Regions from separate parts of the Ovis aries genome. Here region 2 is linked to region 1. A link is a contact called in public Hi-C data. All regions are on one chromosome and are shown on one strand. Each heading gives the region's core, a stretch centred on a gene start, on an enhancer-like site or on the middle of the called end of the contact. The rest is flanking DNA. Distances are from core to core; before and after follow the strand shown. Region 1 holds the start of WDFY2 (WD repeat and FYVE domain containing 2). Region 2 overlaps WDFY2 (WD repeat and FYVE domain containing 2).

Region 1 (4,173 bases), core at 1,220-3,719:
CCCAGGTAATATGCTCGGAAGTGCTATGAAGAGGTAAGGTTCATTTGGGAGTGTAAGACTGTTTAAGGAGCCAACACTGGAACTCAAGCCTCAGTGGTGAGAAGAAAGCAGCTGAAAGGTGAACCCCGTTGGTGCAAAGGCCACCAGGAGGAAGGAGGTTGGTGTTTCTGGGAATTTCCAAACCAGGGCTTGCAAACTACTGAGCAGAAGAGGTGAGCTCGGAGAGTCATTTCATCCTAAGTGCAATGGTAAGGCGTTGATGTGTTTGAAGAAGAGGAACTGATCTGGCTTATATTTTAAAACAAAATCCTTCTGGCCACTGAGATCAAAATGGATGGTATGGGTTCAAAAGGAGAAACAGAGAAAGCAGTTAGACTTCATGTGGCAGTAGAGGCCAGAGATTATGGTGACCTAGGGTGGAGATGATATAAATGGGAAAATTCAAGATACATTTTGGAGGTAGAGCTGATAGCGCTTGTGAATGGTGTGGACAGAACTTCGAGAAAAAGAAAAGGATTAAGGATGACTCCTAGATCTTAGTTTCGAACAACTGCGTGAAAGATGTAGCAGATTTAAAGCTACTGTTGGGAATGTTTGGAACACCTATTAAACAGTTAAGTGACAATGCAGAGTAGCATTAGACATGCGAGTTCAGAAATGTGGTCAGGGTAGAGATTATTACTGGAACCAAGAGCATATGGATGGTATTTAAAACCATTGCGGCAGGCTGAATAATGTCCCTTAAATATGTCCATGTCCTAATTCCTGGAAACTTAAAGAACCTATCGTGTATGAACGCACTTAAAAATCTGTCACTTGTGGAACTGCTCTTGTAGTCCAGTGAGGAAGACTCTGCACTCCTGTGCAGGGGGTCCGGGTCTGATCACTGTTCAGGGAACTAGAGTCCACATGTCGCAACTAAAAACGAACCTCGTGTCACAACTGAAACCCTGTGCAGCCAAATAAATAAAAATAATTATTAAAATAATCTGTCATTTGTAAGTCTAAAAACAACCACCCAAGGTAGGTTTTATTATCCTACATTTAGTAGATGGTCAACTAGAGGCTCAGAGAAGTGGAATGCCTTGTTCTAGGTTACAAAGCTGGAAAATATCTCAACCTCCCTTTCAAGTGCCTTAGAGAATTTCTATGAAGACGGGAGGTGGTAAAGAAACAGAGACCTATCACCAAAGCTGTGCCAAAACTTGCCCTATAAGACAGGCATTTCTACAAGGCCCATCCCGTTCTTTGTCCAGCTCTGGCATATTATTTTTCTCCCCTCCAGAGCCCTTGCCAGCCCAGTCACACCACATAGACCAAGATAACTGTGGGAGGGCTAATGGGGTTATTACATAACCAACGACCCCACAAGCCAGGCCCTGTGCCAAGCAACTGACATTCATTCAGTCATTACAATAACTCTCTCCATTGTTTCCAGTGCAAGCTAGAAAGAAAGGACCACTGGGGAATGGGAAGAAGGACCAAGGAACATGGGTGCCTGAGTTCAAGTCTGGGGGGTGCCACAGCCCTAACTTGAAGCTACAGTTTAACTAAGGGCTAGTAACGCGGCCATCCAAGAAAAAGAGGAGGTTGACAACACAGGTCATCTCAAAGCTCCTTCGAAGATGCTTGCATGAGATCTTTTCTCCCCGACTTCTGGCGCTCCACTATTACGGGCAGTGGCAGGAGTACGGCGACTGTCCGCTCCACCGAGGGCTGCCCTTTGGTTCTCTGTTTTAGAGGACGTTGCAGGCAGTGATTCCGAGGCCACCAAGCTCCCCAGGACAGGAACGATAAGTAGGCGATAGGTCATCTCAGGACGAGGGAAAGGCAGCTCTGAAGAACTACTACTCCCAGGAGACCACGGGGTACCACTCAGCAGCCCGGGGCAGATGCGTGTTGGGAGCAGCTAAGCCTGCTCGGTGGTCAGGCCCCCGCCCCGCGAGGGACAGATTACTCGTGCGCATGCCCAATCTCGCGCCAACGCGTTCAGCTTCTTTCCTTCCTGTGGGATTCTTTTCTTTCCGGCCTCGCCCAGGCTAGCTTTTCCCCGCCCCACTAACGCCCCCTTTTCAGGGATTTTTGCGGTGGGCGGGACACCCCAAGCGCGTTCCCAGGAGTGTGTACGTGCGCGTTCACGAGAGATGAAAAAGGGAGGGCACTAAACACTGGGTGTGGAAGGTGACCAGGGGACCGCGGGTGACGGAGGAGCATGCGCTCTAGAGGCGGTGCGGCGAGGCTACGGGAATGGCGGAGTGGGGCGGAAACTGCCCTAGTGGACGGGCGGCGCACGCGCATTGGGCCGCCAGCGCCCCGCCCCCTTTGTCAGTTTCCCCTCCTCCTCCTCCTCCTCCTCCTCCTCCACCACCCTCCCGGAAGTGCAGCCGCCCTCGCGCCCACCAGCGGCCACCCCCTGCGGCAGGCCCCGCCCCGTCGGCCCCGCCCCCCGACTCTCCGCCCCCTCCCTCCGGTGGTGGCGCCGGGTTGCAGCGCCGGTCGTGGCGGTTTCGTTGCCCGAAGCCGGGAGCGCGGAGTCGTCCCCGGGGGAGGCGGCCAGGCTATGATCGCGGGTCCCCGGCGGCCCGCTCCGGCCAAACAGAGTCTCTGTCTCAGCTGGTGCCCGCTCTCGAGCGGTCGTCTCAGCCCAATCCCTCGGCGCAGTTGGCCGCGGCGCCCCCGGCGCGCCCCCTCCTCCGATGGCGGCAGAGATCCAGCCCAAGCCGCTGACCCGCAAGCCGATCCTGCTGCAGCGGGTCGAGGGCTCTCAGGACGTGGTGAACATGGCCGTGATCGTGCCCAAGGAGGAGGGTGTCATCAGTGTCTCGGAGGACAGGTGAGAACCGCTGCCCCCTCGGCCGCGAGCAGGGGCGGGACAGGCCGGCGGTCCCCGAAGCCCGCTTCTGGGGCCATGCCTCCACGTCGGCGCGAGGGCGAGAGCGCTCGTCCAAGTTTTTATTCTGATGCGCATCCTGCTGGTGCGGGTGTCCAGCCGCGCAGTCACCGCCGCTGCGTGGCTCCGGGACACGGAGCCGGGACGGCGGCATTCTGTTGGGACTTGCCCGGGTGGCGTCCGCCGGGGTCAGGGTGCTCTTGGACTAGCGGTGCGCCGGCCACTGGACCTTGGTCCAGCCCCGAGGACAGTGGAGGGAGAGGGAGGCGCTGCCCGGCCCTGCAGGTGTGTGCGTGGGGAGGATGCTCAGACCTCTTCTGTAAGGTAGCTAAGGGGTTTTGAGAACTCTGGTACAGTTCTGAAGGCTCCAGGCTGAGGAAAGCAAATGCCACTCCCTTCGCCCAGACATTCTCACCGAATCCAGATCTCCCAGACATCTTCCACTGAATTCAATAAATATTGCAAGTTGTGAAGAGTATCTGGGCTTCTGCCCAGAAGGATAGCTGACTTCTCTCCTTTGCCCTCTTTAAGCTCAAGGGGAAGCTCCTAGAACTTTTGGAGGGACCGCTGCTGCAAATAGCTCTGGAGTTCCTTCCCTTTGCTGGCTTCCTTACTTTTTTTTTTGCCTAATTTTGCTTAATTTGCAGAAGTAGAGCCAGTTGTTCTGCCTGTAGTATTCTCCCATGTTTTTTAGACAGTGCTGTTTTTTTGTTTGTTTGAACTTAATGTCCTTTAATATGCAAAGATTATGCAGATGAAGCTCATTTCCAGAGGAATGAAGCTTGAATATAGTAGTAATAGTTTTGATCTGAAATTGTTGCTTTTATAGTATCAACTGGTATTCTACAAAATGTCATATTGTAGAGGTATATGACAAGGAGCTTTAGCCTTTAAATGGTAGATAGGTTTTCTTAATGTAAGTTAACATTGTACTGAGGTAAAACATATTTTTTCTTGGTGACTCGTAAAATTTCAGGCAAAGAAAAGTGAAGCAACAATGTGTTCATACAGTCTTTATAGTCATTTCAGTGCTTTGCATGCAGAGTGGTCTCAGAAAATGTGCCTGACAGATCTATTCATATCATAGATTCTTCAGTATAATTAGGATGATTACATATTAATGTCATATTTTAGTCTACATCGTACGCCATAAGATGGCCAAATGATTCCTGATTCACCTCCTATACAGATCCAAGGGGAAATACTGTAAACATACACCAACGGCAAGCAGTCTGCTAAGAACAGAAGAAATTCATGGGCTGTAATGGAATATATGGATGTAG
Region 2 (4,173 bases), core at 862-3,361, 61 kb after region 1:
TTCGTGCACAGTCAAGAACTATATCTAATTCCATATTGTTCCTCTAGTGATTCCATCACATGCCTCCTGATGAGTGATATTGACGAACACTGTCGTACTGTTGACTTGCTCAAACCAGCTGCTCAAGGCTTGTCCTCATGACTCTCTGTCCTATGAGGGGCTGTGACTTAGGAGCAGATGGGGTCTCTGATGCTAACTAACATCCAGAAACTGTCCAGCCTCTGAGCTCTGGGACATTCCTGGTACTTCCCTGTGGGCTGTTCTTCACCATCGCACTGGGAATGTGTTCATTTTTTTCTCTTTTCTTTTTTTCTTTAATGTATCTTTATGACCTTTTCTAAGCATCCCTCTTATGCTAAGTACTGTATGTATTCAAAATTAAAGTACTGTAGGTATTAAGAAAATCAAAGATAAAAATATTTAAAGATAAACATTTTGAAGTCTTTAAGAAATTACTTGTCCAGTGGGGCAAAGGACCAGCATTGCTCACTGGCATTGATGGCTAATGTAACTGTCCTTACATTGGCAAGATACGGTGTGATCCTGAAGCTTAATTTTGCCTAGGAGTCCCAGAGGCTTGTAGGGGAGTTATGCTCACATGGGAGAGCAGATAGCCAGGTAACAGTTGTTATGGGGAAGGAGTTTTGAGAATGGTAAAACCCACAACTGTGCCAGGGCAGGAAGTCTGTGCTTAAACATTAGCCACTGAGTTAAATTACCAAGAAAACAAAATATGCAAAACAAGTCTCCACTGCAAGTAAACTATTTGCAGGCACAGAATAGGGTTTATCAGTAATAAAAGGACTCAGAATTAGGGGCTTGTTTCTCTCAAGACTCTTACTACTGATTGATAAAGATAACAATTACCTGTATTTCATGTGTGTTTATAATCTCTCCTCTGACATCTGGGTTTGTTTAATCTCATTTGGAGATTTCATTTTATAGATTTTTAAGAAACAATGACAGGAGATCTAGGAGATATGGGTTTGATCCCTGGGTGGGAAAGATCCCCTGGAGAAGGAAATGGCAACCCTCTCCAGTATTCTTGCCTGAAAAACCCCATGGACAGAGGAGCCTGGTGGGCTACAGTTCAAGGGGTGGCAAAGAGTCACACACACTCACACAAAAACCAATGAAGATATTGCCATTTGGTCGTGACTTTTAAAACTCTAAATGTAAAGGCTTTGGTGACCTTTGGTTGAAGAGAAATTATCCAGCTGGTTAAAATGCCCTGGGGGGAATGGCTGCGGTTAGCACCCCTTGATGAAACACGAGGCTGTAAATGATTGGAATGACTGTTTTTGTTTTTAAAGCAGGAGTTCCTTTCAAAGCTCAAGGTGTTGAACTATAAAACAGCCACATCTCTTCTCCAGCTGCTGATTGCTAGGTTCCTACAGCCGTGGGAAAAGAAGTCCAAGTGTCTGTGGTTCAGCAGAGTTGTTTAGGTCTGATGTAGTGAGCTGGTTAATACTTGGAACTGAGCTGCCTGGCACTGTGGTCTAGAATCTGGAGAGCTCCCAGCTTGAGCCCCTGACTCTGAAATCCCCCAGCCGCCTTCATTCAGTCCACACAGCAGCCTCTGTCTATCCTGGGAAAAACCCTCCATACAGAAATACACAGTGTTTTGTAGAAGATTTGATTTAGTTTCTTTACTCCGTGTGATCTGAATGCATATAATGAGAATGTCATAGTCAGTTCTTACTACGAATAATCATAGGAAAAAAAAAAAAATCTTTCAGCTCTGTTTTCCAAGAATCTCCACGACATTCTCTCTGCATTAGAGGCACTTTTTTTTTTCCCCTTGAAGCATGTCACTGTGAAAACTACAAAAAGACATTGACTCACATCCCACTGCTCAAAGTTCTGTTAGTCTGCAGATTGATAGGGATTGCCTTTGTTAGTAAGGAGGTTGTAATGTGTGATCTAGTAGAAAAGTAATCCCTGAAAATTCAGGGTCTTCAAAACACAGTAGGATTCACTCCCTGCACCTCCACCCCGAGTGGTGGCAAAAATAACAATTGTCCCCCAGGGAAATGAAGCTCATCGCTATGGTAACTAATGAAGGTTGCATCATTCTAGGGCACATTCTTAAAAGCCTGGATTTATTCGACATGGGTAGACGCCCCGTCTTATTTTACCCAGTAGCTTAGCAACCTGTGGCCTCCTGGTTGTCACCGCCTCCAATCTTCCCTCTTCCTTCAAAATAGTGACCTATATAGATGGCTTTTTATTGTGAGCACTGTGAATTTGGTTCAGTCTTAGGTATGTTTATAGTGACCTTATTTTCTGGACCAAAAAATTAGGACACGTGCGGGTTCTGAGAAGTAAAGGGCTTTCCTCCTACTTCCCTGGCAGCCCTCACTGAGGTCTTCAGGGATCTTTTTTGGTTCTGCATCGCTTACCTTTTGGTGTTACTCATGGCTTTGTCTTTAGCCCTCTCCTTTTTCTTCACTGATGATTTACCTACTGCTTGTGTGTAGTGACTCCCAGATGTTAATTTTTCAGCTCAGGTCTCGCACTGGACTGCAGGCAGGCAGTAGTAGGTAGCTCACTAATTCAGTCTGCAGGTTCAGCAAGTTCAAGATGAAGTCAGCATTGCCCCCCACAGGAATCACTTATTGAAGAATGGCACCACCATTCACACAGCACTCCACCTCTCGGGCCAGCCCCGAAGGACAGCCCCCGGGGCCAGGTGCTTGTACAGCGTTTCCTGGTGTGGTATGTGCGCTCAGTGTGTGTCTGTGCAACCCCATGAACTAGAGCCCACCAGGCTCCTCTGTCCATGGCACTTCCCAGGCAAGAACACTGGCGTGAGTTGCCATGCCCTTCTCCAGGGGATCTTCCCCACCCAGTGTTTCTGACCTCCTCTCTCGTCCAAGGCCTCCTCCTTTTTTGCTTGTTGTTCTGACCACATCCTCCAATGTGGTTACTTTAGGGTAACCAGGCTTCTCCAGTCTTCTCCTGAACAAACAAAAATATTCGGAGTTTGTGGCCGGCTGCTCACCCTCCATCAGCTTCCCAGCATCCTCAAAGTAAGAATCCAGACTCTTCAGGGTGGCAGAGCCCTCGAAAGCTTCACCCACCGTCCCCTGACCCAGCTCTGTCGTCAGAGTAAGATGCTCGTGATGCTCCTGGACAGTGCACGGGCTTCTCCCTCCCGTGCATCTTAGTGCACAGCTGGCGTTTGTTTGTTTTTGTGCATTTCATGTACTAGTCCCTTTTGTTGTTGTTGTTCAGTAGCTAAGTCGTGTCTGACTCTTTGCGACCCCATAGACTATAGCACGCCACATTCCTCTGTCTCCGACTGTCCCCTGGAGTTTGCTCAAATTCAGGTCCGTCTCACCCTCTGCCACCGCCTTCTCCTTTTGCCTTCAGTCTTTCCCAGCATCAGGGTCTTTTCCAATGAGGCGGCCCTTCGTATCAGGTGGCTAAAGCATTGAAACACCAGCTCTAGCAACAGTCCTTCCAGTGAATTATTCAGGGTTTATTTCCTTTAGGATTGACTGGTTTGATCTCCTTGCTGTCCAAGGGCCTCTCAAGAGTCTTCTCTCCAGCACCGTAGTTTGAAAGTATCAATTCTTTAGCACTTAGCCTTGTTTCTGGACTAACTCTCACATCCGTACAGGTTTTTAATAAAATGTTTGTTGAATGAATTAATGATCAAAAAGTCAGTGATTGGACTTCCCTGGTGGTCCAGTGGTTAAAATTCCTCCTGCCAATGCAGGGGACTCGGGTTCCATCCCTGGTCTAGGAAGATCCCACATGCTGTGAAGCAACCAAGCCCAGGCGCCTAGAGCCTGTTCTTTGCAACAAGCGAAGCCCCCGATTGCCACAATTAGAGAAAGCCCGCCCACAGCAATGAAGACTCAGCAGCACCAAAACTAAAAAAAAAAAAAGAGGTCATTGATTGAATGTGTAAGTGCGCTTGTGGGGCAGTGGGGTAGAATTCCTAACTTTGAGGATTTTAATAGTTTTAGAAAACGCAAGTTGTTCCCAACCCGATAGTTCATTGTCCCCGCCAGGATAAGTGGACTTAAAGATGGCTAGAATGTAGAACAGAGGGTATATTCCTGGATAGGATGTGGAACGGTGGACCTGGTGTGGTGCCTGGCTGTATATCTCTGTATAAACGTGCACACACACACAGACACGTGGGCAGATACACAGTTCAGC

The links. A called contact is a pair of places that touch in the nucleus more often than the background predicts.
Region 2: a Hi-C map of hypothalamus shows a contact between it and region 1, with 4 times the contacts expected there. The contact joins the enhancer-like site here to the promoter of WDFY2 in region 1. A contact is called at or near these places in 9 of 16 Hi-C or Micro-C datasets (blood, hypothalamus, liver and 5 more).

What each region holds. Positions count from the first base shown.
Region 1 is chr10:21,332,400-21,336,572 of ARS-UI_Ramb_v3.0, forward strand. It overlaps WDFY2 (WD repeat and FYVE domain containing 2), which reads left to right and starts at 2,470. Exons shown (of 12, transcript XM_027973574.2): 1 at 2,470-2,833. The coding sequence starts at 2,697.
Region 2 is chr10:21,393,285-21,397,457 of ARS-UI_Ramb_v3.0, forward strand. The region is part of intron 1 of WDFY2 (WD repeat and FYVE domain containing 2); the gene reads left to right. Among named protein-coding and RNA genes, the nearest start is that of WDFY2, 61 kb to the left of the region's middle. Within about 2 kb of position 2,112, at least 8 of the 54 cell types and tissues checked have an H3K27ac peak or open chromatin away from gene starts, as enhancers often do. A contact at or near this core is called in hypothalamus, where this site is marked.